Regions from separate parts of the Danio rerio genome. Here region 2 is linked to region 1. A link is a contact called in public HiCAR-type data. All regions are on one chromosome and are shown on one strand. The core of a region is the stretch at or near the end of the contact, and the rest is flanking DNA. Distances in the headings are between cores, read along the strand shown. Region 1 has its middle 140 kb from the start of lpar1. Region 2 overlaps musk (muscle, skeletal, receptor tyrosine kinase).

Evidence for each region. HiCAR-type assays count read pairs that join an accessible place to other places.
Region 2: a HiCAR-type map of caudal fin shows a contact between it and region 1, with 10 times the contacts expected there. The contact joins two enhancer-like sites. A contact is called at or near these places in 2 of 18 Hi-C or Micro-C datasets (caudal fin and embryo) and 1 of 4 datasets of contacts at active chromatin or transcription factors (caudal fin).

What each region holds. Positions count from the first base shown.
Region 1 is chr10:15,059,368-15,065,560 of GRCz12tu, forward strand. No RefSeq gene overlaps it. Among named protein-coding and RNA genes, the nearest start is that of lpar1, 140 kb to the right of the region's middle. Within about 2 kb of position 2,019, at least 2 of the 62 cell types and tissues checked have an H3K27ac peak or open chromatin away from gene starts, as enhancers often do. A contact at or near this core is called in caudal fin, where this site is marked.
Region 2 is chr10:15,280,136-15,286,373 of GRCz12tu, forward strand. It overlaps musk (muscle, skeletal, receptor tyrosine kinase), which reads right to left. Exons shown (of 17, transcript NM_001004503.2): 15 at 6,131-6,238; 16 at 5,040-5,188; 17 at 2,788-4,727. The coding sequence ends at 4,042. Among named protein-coding and RNA genes, the nearest start is that of lpar1, 81 kb to the left of the region's middle. Within about 2 kb of position 1,931, at least 9 of the 62 cell types and tissues checked have an H3K27ac peak or open chromatin away from gene starts, as enhancers often do. A contact at or near this core is called in caudal fin, where this site is marked.

The sequences.
Region 1 (6,193 bases), core at 769-3,268:
TTTCTAGCAAACGAATAAATGAATAATAATAATGAAGTGTGGTAAAAAAAAAGCGTAATATCTAAACACAAGTCCTATTCTTATGCCCCATATTATGACACATCCACCTCCAAAACCTGATAGGTGGACAAATCTTAACTTGTGTTTATTAAAACAAATATGTTTTTCATATATAATGATATTTGTGTATTGCTGTACATCCTGTGTGTATTAAGCAATTTGTAAGCGTTTGGACCCGCATAGGCGCAAAAATAATGCATTCTGCGCTAGACTTTAGACCAGTTTTTAGCTGTTCAATTACAAAGTCTATTTTTATTCCTCAAAATAGCAATGTGACAACAATGCAACTTAACATGGCTCTTTTTTTAGACCAGCACGCCCATGACTCCACAAAGTGGCACAAATGTATTTGCAATTTAAACAAAATGCCGCAAAATGTGAAAATTCCTTAACCCAGGGTCATTCTAAAAATAAAGGCCTATATACATTTCCAGAGATCGCGAAAAACGTCACAGAAGCTAAGTTTTTTTTTTTTTTTTTTTTGCAGTTTTTGTTTTTGCAAATCCACCAGAGGCTGCTGTGTATGCATTTAAAATCTCAAGTTTCTTTCACAAGTGATGTTCACGCCTGGTTTCTCGTTTAAATTCATCAGAGGTCACTCTCAACTAACTTATTGACTGACCAACTGACCGATACCCCCACTCACCTAAACCCAACCAATATTGTTTTAAAAGCACAAATTGACCCACGTCATCATGGTCAACTCCTCTTTGCTTCTCAAGTCCTCCAACATACATGGAGAGCTAACTAGACAAACCGGTAACAGTGGGAAAGCTGTCTATATCGAAGTAAGTGGTCAGCTGCTAGTGTGAAAAAGAACAGCTTTACACTTCCCTGTAGTGTTTGTTTGTTTTATGTTTGTGTACTCACACTATGTACAGTGGCCTTGAACCGGGCCAAAGCACACTTGTCCCCCCACCCGTCTCCCCCGACGGCTCGCACTCACATTACATTCAGGCCTGGGCACGCTTACGTCATCAACGATACGCTGTTCAGTAAGCGCTTTCATTCAGCACAGTGGAGATTTCTTTATTTATATTGTTTTAGTTGTTTAATATGCAATGACACGTTGTCAAATATTTTGCCGATCAGATCAGCCTTTTTTGACGCTCATAAACAATCATAAAGTCCTCGTGCTGCAGAATTTATGAGGTTTGCTAAAGGTGCAGCTGTTGTGCAGTGAGGGGTTTGTGTCTTTAATAATCTATGACAGTTTGCGTTCATTAAACAGTAAGAAATATGAAACAATCACATAAAAGTCACATCTTGTCTTCAGTTTTGGGCTCTGGCACGCTTTGCACTCACACCACAAGTGTACCGCACCAAAGCCCAAGTGAATCACGTTCTGGCACACCTCTTCTAACTGGGCCATTGCTGGCCAAGTGAACCATGCCTGAGCTCGATTCAGAGCACTCACACTTCTCAAACGATCCGGGAAACGGGCCTGGGCACTGTTCATAACAGTGATTTTAGCATAGTGTGAGTAATGTAATACACCCTTAAAAAGACGAAATGCAGCCATACGTACTTCTGGCAATATAATTCACAATCTCCATGTATGTATATAGAGCTACTGTACATTTTCAGAATGTTGAAATTACTGTTGCCCTAGTCTGAAAATAGCAACAAATCGAGCCATGCACGTCTTGCACATTTATTGGCTGGGTGTATAGTAGTAGTCCTAGTTTAGTGTTCATTCACTCATTCATTCATGAGTATTTTTACATAAAGTCTAAATGCTATCATGGATCCTGAATCAACTTTTTTCAATGAACACTCTCTATATATAATTCTCAGATCTCATCATAATGGAGAGCATCATTACGTCACCTAAGCAATAAAGTCGAATTTGATCAAATATTATTGCAAAGCATATCTGGGGGGAACATTCCCATGAAGAAAAGCTAGTGCAATGAAGTGTGGTGGTTTGTGGAAAAGACAGCAATGCGCTGTCATAATGGGTGGTGGTGTAAACATCTTGTTCCAAAACAGAGACTCCCTCCGGCTAGCTTTCTTCAGGAACTCACTAAACAACACTTATTATTTCTTGGCTGTAGAGACAGACATTCTCTTTTGAATTTGAGCCAATTAATAGTATCACCCTCTTGGAAAAACACCACGTGGAAACAAGATGTGCATGAAAAGTGCAAATGAGGCCCAAATACACAATGTGAGTTGTTATGGTTAATTCAGGAATCGATTTGCAAACGTCACGGCAACTTTGATCTTCTCCTCAGACCCAGTCACTTTCAAAACAAAATAGAAATTATATTATCATTTACTATTTTCTTGTGTGGACTAGTGATGACTGCTTTTAAAGCACTACTTCATGAAGCATCAAAACCTTTATGAATATTTTGTTTTGAATTAAGGGTTTAAGAGCACATATCTGGTACATTACTGGCAGCTAGCTCTCTGCAACATCCACATGGTCACCCATTGAAGCTAAACAGGGCAGTGCCTGAATGGGAGACCATATGGGAAAGCTAGGTTTCTGCCGGAAGTGGTGTTAGTGAGGCCAGCAGGGGGCACCCAACCTGCGGTCAGTGTGGGTCCTAATGTCCTAGGACTCTATACTGCTCAGTGAGCAATGTCTTTTGGATGAGATGTTAAATCAAGGTCCCAACTCTCTGTGGTCGTTAAAAACCACAGGATGTCCTTCGAAAAGAGTAGGGGTTTAACCTCTGCATCCTGGCCAATTCTGCCCACTGGCCTCTGTCCATCATGGCCTCCTAACCCTCCCCATATTAAAATTCGCTTCATCACTCTGTCTTCTCTCCACCAATCAGCTGGTGTTTAGGTTACGGTCTGGCGCAAAATGGCTGCCATCGCGTCATCCAGGAGGATGCTGCAGACTGGTGGTGGATGAGGAGATTCCCCCCTATGTGTAAAGCGCTTTATGTGGTCAGAAAAGCGCTATATAAATGAAAGGAATTTTTATTATTATTATATCAACTTGGCAAAATCAAGTGATTGAAGTAAACAAGTCTTCGAAACATACTGAAAATGTAATGGTTGTCCACTTGGGGGCGATCTGTGTGATCTTGGATAAAGTTATACGGGCCCTATCATACACCCGGCGCAGTGTGGCGCAAGGCGTGACGCAGTAGTCTTTTGGTAGTTTAAGCTTGGCGCAAGAGCCGTTTTGAGGCGTTGCGCTACGCTGTTTAAATAGCAAATGCATTAGCGCTCATTTTTGCACCCATAGGCGTTCTGGTCTAAAAAGGAAGGCGTTCTGAGGCGGACCGCTGGCGCGTTGCTATTTTGGGAAACTATAATAGATTTTTCATTAGACCAAAACTAACCTGGTCTAAACTCCGGCGCAGAGTTGCGCCTCGCTTACGCACTGCTTAATATGCACAAGAGAGCAATAGGCAAATATCTTTACATATGAAAAAATTTAAATATTAAGGATATATATAGGATATAATAAGAATAGATATAGGATATAAATATAAAGGATTAAAATATTACAAAACATATTATTTTCTAGCCTACATACATATGAAAAACCACTGCTTATTCGTTTGCTGGAAATTAGAACTGAATTTAGAAATAGTTTTGAAACGAATATTTGTCCTTAACAAACAAAAGTATTTATTTATAGACTAATTGATCTCAGCGCGTAAAGGTTTCCTTATCCAAGAGCGAAAGTGATCCATTATCTTTCATTCTCACGCAGTAGATGCTCTGTTTAACAGTTTTCTGTTAAAAAACTGTTAACTGTTTGCTTGTGAAATGCTCATTTTTTCCACGTAGACTTACTTTGCGTCCTGTAAATAGCGAATGCGCTCTTGGCGCGACGCAGCTGACTCTTAAAGGGAATGGGAGATGAGACTCTAATTGGTTTATTCTTAAAACACACCTATAACTCATTAAGAAAATAAACTCAACCCTTTTAGACCATGCGCTGAAGCGAAGGCAGATTTCCCGTCCTTAAATTAGCAAAAACGCGTCCTACACGCCCTGAAAGCATTTGCGCCCTGCGTTTTGCGCTTCGCACATGGACCGTCAAAATAGAGCCCATACGAGTTTGTAGATGTTTTAATGAGACATTTGTTAAATAAAAATGAATAATAATATTTAATAGGCTCTTGTTGGCCTGTTTAGCAGATCCCACAAAGGAACAAACAATACACAAACCTAGGGAACTTATAAAATAATCCATATTATGCAGACACATAAAATTGAATAAGCTAAGCTTAATATCTAAGTGCATTAATAGGTTATACTTTCTACTTATAGTTCACACTATTTGTTAAAAACCTGTAGTCTTGTGGTTGGCTCATTGACAAAGCGACACTGTTCAGGGTGATCCAAGTTTGATTCCTGATTACGTTTAGTTTTTTTTTTTTTTTTTTTGTTATGCCTTCCATTTTTTATGCTTTTTAATTCTGAATAAAAAACATGTGAATGTGAAAAAAGTCAATTGTAATGGATGTTTTGTCTGTGTTTTTGTTCCATTTACATGGTTTTGAACAGCAACTGCCCCTAGTACATGCTGTTTTGTACAATTTGAAAAAGTTAATTTTGACAACTAATTATACATACATACACATATATATATATATATATATATATATATATATATATATATATATATATATATATATATATATATATATATATATATAAATATATATATATATACACATACATACATATATATACATATATATACATATATATATATATATATATATATATATATATATATATATATATATATATATATATATATATATATATATATGAGCAATATCACAGAAGTAGCAGTGAGATATGGCTGTATATCAGCACTGGTGGGAGACGTGCGACTTAGCATTCCACCAGTGCTGATATATAGTGCTGATAGCCATAGAGCACTGCTACGAGTGTGATATTGCTGCAAAAGTTCGACGGCACAATCTTGTATATAAAAAAGAAAATCAATCAAGGAGAGTCTATTACCCTTTTGTATCAGGAACTACTTTCTTCCGCCATTCATTCACATCTGCAGCTGACATCAGAACAGCAGAAGCCGTAACTAAAAGAAAAGAAAAAAGAAAAAGACATTCAAACATCTGTTGCTAAATAAAATGTTAAATTATTGAAATAAAAAAATGATACAGCGGTAGAGCGACCATCACACTCTTCTCAGAGCTCACCAGGACCGAAAATTGAAGTTTTTCTTTTCAGTCTTTCTTAAATAGAAGGGCACCAGCAATTTTGCCCATGTCTGTATATCTATGTTCTCATTAGACTGCAAAAAAAAACAAAAAAAACTAGATTGTTTGAAAGTGCCTAATGTTAACTCCTCTTATTGTTGCCTAAATGAAGCAAATATTAAATAACAAGCACAACGAATCCAATATTGTGTTCCCATACACATATACAGGAGGCCATTTGTCAGAGGATGTGCAGTTGTTTCGAGAATTACATGGACAGACAATACTCTACTATTCTATGGGCATACAACAAATTCCTTGACTAAGTAACTGTTGCGTGGCAAAGTCAGGGTCAGGGATGTGAATTCTGAGGCAGCAGGTGTGCGGCAATGGTGAATTACTCTTCTATTTGACACCCTTCGTATATTGTATCTTAGTAAGTTCCTGCCAAGCTTTGCGGTCTGACTTTGAGGATTGAACTTTGGCAGGTCAGCTGGCTTCCCATGCTAATGTTCACCTCTGTTTTGTTGAATTTGGATCTGAAGTAGGAGGAAATCTAAGCGTATTAGCCAGACCTTACAACTGAAAACATCAATAGAAACCAACATACAATTTGAAATTATTTTAGTGGTTATAATGGACATTATATTGGTTTTAATGAAAACTACTGGGTCTCTATTTTTTATTTGTTTATTTGTTAGCTTTCTGTTGGTGGCATAGTAAAACCAATCTTAAAGGTGCTGTATGTATGTTTTGACTCATTTAAAGGGTAACACTTTTTGAGCTGTTGACAGTCATATATGTGTCCCACACTGCTAAAAACACTATTAGGACACCTATATTTCACTAAAAAGTGTAAATTGGTTGTTTTTGCGTTGTTTCAAGCAAATTCGTATTTCTGGTTTGAAACTAATTTTTTTTAGCTGCGTCACGGTCATGACATAATAGCATTGTATTCCAGCGTGCAGACTGGACGACTGTGCCAG
Region 2 (6,238 bases), core at 681-3,180, 220 kb after region 1:
GGAAAGTGAAAAGTCCAGTTTTGTTTAGGTGAGAGTGTTGAGTGACGAAAGAGAGAGGAATTTGCAAGGAAAGGGGAGTTTTAGTTAGAGCATGCACTGATATTCAGAGGCAAAACAGCACACAGACGCAGTGTAGAAGGAGAGTTACTATGTTGATGCACTTGCATCTTGTGTCAGAAACCCGTGTGTGTGTATAGACTATCCTGTCACAAAAATCCTACATGACGGTAATAGATTGATTAAAGTGTTAATGTTTACATTCAGAGAGCAGTATTTACAGCGGATCTTTCAGCCCATAATATTGTAGTGATATTAACATACTTTAAACTGTAAACAAATTATTTTGACTAAGATAAGTCTTTAAAACCTGAAAGGGTACTGCTGACATTACTAAAAAACTTTGCCTCTGAATAATCACAAACAAAGAACACTGATCACTCACTTACCACATCTGTAGAGACAGGACAATCAACACCAACTGCAACCACGTCTTTTTTAAAAGGAGACTTTTAAAAAAACATTTTACCATTTTCACTAAAAGCTCTCGGGTAAAAAAATGTTCCTTATGAACATATTTTTGTCACGCATTAACAGACTACTGTAATCTACACTAAGTACAGCTGCACTCTCATAGCCGGATATTAAAAACCAAACCTTCCTTTATTTACCTTCCTTCCATTAACGCAACACTGATGACAACAATGTCTCTAAACAATTCTTCTTCCACTTGTTTTAATTACAGTTGGCAACACAACGTAGCGTCTTCCTGATGATGAACATTGTAACAGGTAAAAACAGTCTTCAAAGCTATCATGCATAATAATGAAGTTATACCTCATTAACAATAGAGCACACTGATTCGTTCGAACCAAGTCTATCTCTTGAAATAATGATGAAAGCTCGAAAAACACAAGTACAGATAGACATTCAGACTGGAATACACACAAGGATCTAATCGCTGTGACATAGCTTCTAAATTCCTTTTCAAACCGGATGAATAAATAAAGAAAAGAAAAAAAAAATCACTAATTGTGTTTTTAGCAGCGTGGGACACATATATGACTGTCAACATCTCAAATAAAAAAGTGTTTTGGTGTTTCATGACCCTTTAAATGTAGAAAAAATTAATCATTTTGGAAAAAGTAATAACTTTCCAGATGTACTATACATTCATAAATAACCAGGAATTACCAAAAATACTACAAATCTGGACATACTACTTAAAATACAAAGGGGAAATTATCTGACCTATGTTATCAACTCATACATTTTGTATAATATTAATTCTTTATGCTGGCCTTTATGTATTCATGGGAATTAACCATTTCTAAAATCTAAAACATTCTTTAATTGTAATCCCAGAGAAGTTTTTATTAATTATATTTATTATCAATATAGGTTCTGTTTAACCTTATAATGTTCAATATTATATATGTATATATATATACGAACGGATTCACGAGCCATGGCTCCTGCCAGCACGTTTGGAAGACGGAGAAAAAAAAAATGCCCAAAGGCCCAAATGCATTTTTTTTTTCTCCGTCTTCCAAACGTGCTGGCAGGAGCCATGGCTCGTGAATCCGTTCGTCACTTGTTTTTCCTGGCCTGCTACTTGGACGTCTGTGGTTTTGCCTTTCTTTACTTCTTGAGGTTTCTATAACAGTGAAAACTCATGGCAAAGACGATGTATTTCTAGGATTATCAGATAGGATCGGACATTCTTAGATGATAAATGAAAAGCCGGAATAAAAAAGAACTGTCCCACACACGTTGAAAGTAAATCCTTCATCTTTGTTCTTCATTAAATGCCAGCGTGATTTAATACTGTCTCAGTAAGTTCCTGTTTTGAATGCTTTGAGCAAGAAACTGGCCCTAACGCAGAGAAAAGGTATTGCTATAAATCACGAGGTCGTTTTAGTACTTGTGATGTAACACTGCCCCCTGTCTGTTACATGATATAAAACTCAATATTTATTTGGAAACACAAAAGTCCCATAGACCAGGGGTTCCCAAACCTTTCAGCCCGCAACCCCAAAAATAACAGTGTCAGTGACTCACCCCCTTTTTTTTTTCTAGAAGGTGGTTATAAATCTCCAAAAGTTGCACACAACAATAGGCATACTTATAAACATGAGCATATTAACAACACAAAACTGCAACAATCTAATAACCATTTTTTTTCATTCATTCATTCATTCATTTAATCATTTTCTGTCCATCTTAGTCCCTTTATTTATCTGGGGTCACCACAGCGGAATGAACCGCCAACTTATCCAGCGTAAGTTTTGCGCAGTGGATGCCCTTCCAGCTGCAACCCATTACTGGGAAACATCTATACATCTTTATTCACACACACACACACACACACACACACACACACACACACACACACACACACACACACACACACACACACACACACACACACACACACTGGTCAATTTTAGCATACCTAAATCACCTATACCACACATCTTTGGACTTTTGGAGTACATGCAAACTCCACAAAGAAATGTAATTTAACTTTCTTCAGTGGGTTATAAATAAAATATGGTAATTCTAATAGTTTAATAAAAGTTATTTGAGTTATGGAAATGACCAAGCGACCCCTTGTCATTGTTCCGCGACGCTTCCAGGGGGTCCTGACCACGTGGGAACAACTGCTGTAGACTATTGATTGCTTTTAAATCTCAATAATATTATTGCAGTTAACTCAGTTACTGTGACTATATAGCACAGTGTTGCTTTTTAAATGGTAGAGCTGTGTATTTATTTATGAATATGTATTCAAGACAAAAGAAATTGTTTTATTTCAAACAAAATTCATATCCAACATCTATTCATACATCTAATGTAACCACAGTATTAAAATAGATTGCTAACATTATGAAATAATATAATGATAACATTATTATAACTATAAAAGTCATGCTATGCATGTGCAATAGCACATGTTCTAAGTATTTTTGTTTCTGATATAGTGTCAAAATATCTGCCTAAAGTTTGGACTGGCTGAACTGAAGTGAAGTCAAGTTGTTGTAGAATTTGTTATAATGTGTACTGTTATATACCCACTTTAATATATAGAACTTTTGGTTAGTACTTGAGATCTTACTTCTATTTGAGTTATCTCAGAGACATTGACCTTATTTTCTAAATAACCTGAAAACTAGTAATAAACTATATAAATTCCACAAATCTTTATATAGGATTTTGTCAAAATAAAACTGATTGAACCATTATAGTCAGTCAGTCTGTTTGTTTTCATTTCTTTGACAATATCATAATACATTTTGGTTAACTCATGAAATCATTTTACAAATAAAGTATGCTACATATTTACATACTACACTGTTTTACTTACTACTAACAAATAAAACAAAACAAACAAAGATCTTATCTTGGAATATCAATGTGAAACAAAAAACAAAGCATAAAATAAAGTGATGATGTGCCACTTTGGAATATACTATTCTACTTTTTTTTTTTTTTAATGAAATGCTGAGAACAGTCTATACGTTAAAGCACTGAAACATGTTCTTGAATGAATGTCTTTTTAAGAATTTTACAAAACTATATCTAGATGAATAGTACTTTCACTACTTAAAATATATCCAAAGGGAAGACAAAAGCAAAAAATACTATACTATATGTCTCTGCTTGCAGAGATTTCATTTTAGACTGAAGTGGTATATTATTACCCGGTGATTACAGAAATTCTCAAGATATGAACCTCAAGCCTTCACTACTGTAGCTCTCATTTGAGCTCCACCATACATCTGTGCCATAAAAAAAGAAAAAAACTATTGAGCTTCAAAGAGTTTGAGGGATCAAGGTATGTGAGCCTTTTCAATCGTTTAAGGCTTTTTTCCCATTCCCCAATGTTCTTTTGGGTCCTTGGGTATTTGTGGGACCCTAAAAGGTCCTCCGGCTTGCCCTCTTGAGCATACAATAAAGTGTTTTATGCTTCTTCATGACCTCTCTGGGCTACTTTGGATTGTAATGAGTTCCTTAATGATTGGAGCTGCATTTTAGAGATCCTCAAGAAAGACCAGATTTGAGCATCTGGTCATGCATTCTTTCCAGGATGCGGTGAATGCTGGCAAAACTAGGCCGGTCAGTGGGGTGACCGCTCCAACACAAACGCATGAGGTTATACAGCTCCTGTGGACAGTTTTCTGGGCAGGAAAGAACATTTCCATCCCTTACGTAGTAGATGACTTCTTCATGGGCCATGCCGTAGTAAGGCTGCATGCCATATGAGAAGATTTCCCATAATACCACACCATAAGCCCAAACATCTGACTCGCTGGTGTAACGATTGTAAAAGATAGATTCTGGTGGCATCCAGCGAATCGGGATGGCATCATTTTCACTGGCTTTGTAGTAATCAGCTGCATAGATATTGCGTGAGAGACCAAAATCTGCAATTTTCACAACCAAGTTTTCTGCTACCAAACAGTTTCTAGTAGCAAGGTCACGGTGGACAAATTTGCGCTCCGATAAGTACGCCATTCCTGCTGCCACCTGTTTGGAAATGGAGAGCTGCTCCTGGCAGCTGAGGGGTGGGTAACGCTCAGGTTCTGACACGAGACTGCTGGAAGTCAAGGTATCCCGACTTAGACTGGGCTGCTGGGTTGCACAGCGCCGTCGCAGGAATTCATTCAAGTCCCCATATGCCATGTATTCAAACATGAGACACATGGGCTTCCCCACTGCACAGACACCTGCATGACAGATACACAAACAACTGGCTTAGTCACACTGTCGATACCAAACCAAAAATACACTTCTGTTATTCTAACACTTAATGAGGCATTGAGTCTGGTTCCGGAATACCAGAGAGGGGACTGATGCGGGGTTACACATTGGGTCAACACTGAAATGGATGAGTCAAGCTATTTTAAGGCTTTTCTTTTTGATTGCGGTACCCTTGAGGAAAGGACATACATGTAATATGAAGCAGATGTGGTTCATTTTAGGAAAGTCCTCAAGCAGATTTTTGCTTTCTTTGAAAGCAAGCAGTTGTGATACATTACCCAGGAGACGGACAATGTTGGGGTGATCAAACTCAGACATGAGTGCAGCTTCTCGTTGAAAGTCATTCTGCATATCAGTTGAAGCTTCCTCTTTCAACATCTTTACTGCCACCATGGTGAAGGGCTCCGTTGGCAAAAGACCTGGGGCTCTAAAGGAAAGCAAGCATATTAGGAACTAGTAGCAACAGCTTACTTGAATTAGAGTAAAACAGTTTTAGTTCATATTTGCTGATCTTCCTTAAAATATATGTACAATGCAAACTTGTAACTCCAATAATTTGAGAAACGTCTATAATAATGTAGTAGGCAGAATAGTCTGAGCCAAAGTACTCAAGAACACACAAGCCTGCAAAACTGGGTTGTCAGTATATACAATATTCACTGTAATGGTAAACACTTTGCTTCGTGCAGTAGTAGGCCACCTTTAGTGATCTCAAACCAGACATCCCTAAACACATTGTAACAAATTGTCTTAAAGCCTTTTAAAATATTTTAAATAGTGATGCCAAGCTGTGGAAACAGAACCACAATGGCAGAAATTCAAGAACCAACTTAGAATTCCATTAAGATTGCACTTCCTGTGCTAAAGGCTCCTGTGTGTTCCTGGAGAAGTAAACACTTTTCTAATGGGCGTCTATAAATAACCTCTGCTGCAGTGCTTTGCTCACACGATAGAGTCTACAGGGAAGTTTCATATTGAAACACATCACATGTTTACTAGACCTATCCAAGATCCTATTTCAGGATACAGCCATATGGAGTATAGCTTTTACCCACTGATGAATTTCCCTGGGGTCACTATGTACCTGATATCATAATTACAGTATGTTGCCGTCTGGTCTATATATGTCAGCCCTTTGCATCAGGTTGGGATCAGGTTGTCTCAAATCTAGTTGGTGAGTTAGTAAAAAGTTTCTAAAAGTTTAATCATTACTCACAAAACTGGACAGAATTCAATAATTATTTGTAAAAATTCACTTTGATGAATCCATGCTAAAAAAGACATGCAATGAAGTGTCTGTATAAATATTGACAGTGCCAAATCAGGACAGAAATTAGCACCATTTGCTTGTAATATTTGTAGCTCTCACCTCGCCTGAAACACCCTCCCAAAGGCCCCCTCTCCAATATCACGGACATATTCAATGTTGTTGCGTGGATATTCGAGACTGAGGAGCTTGGAGTTAAGCAGTAGAGGC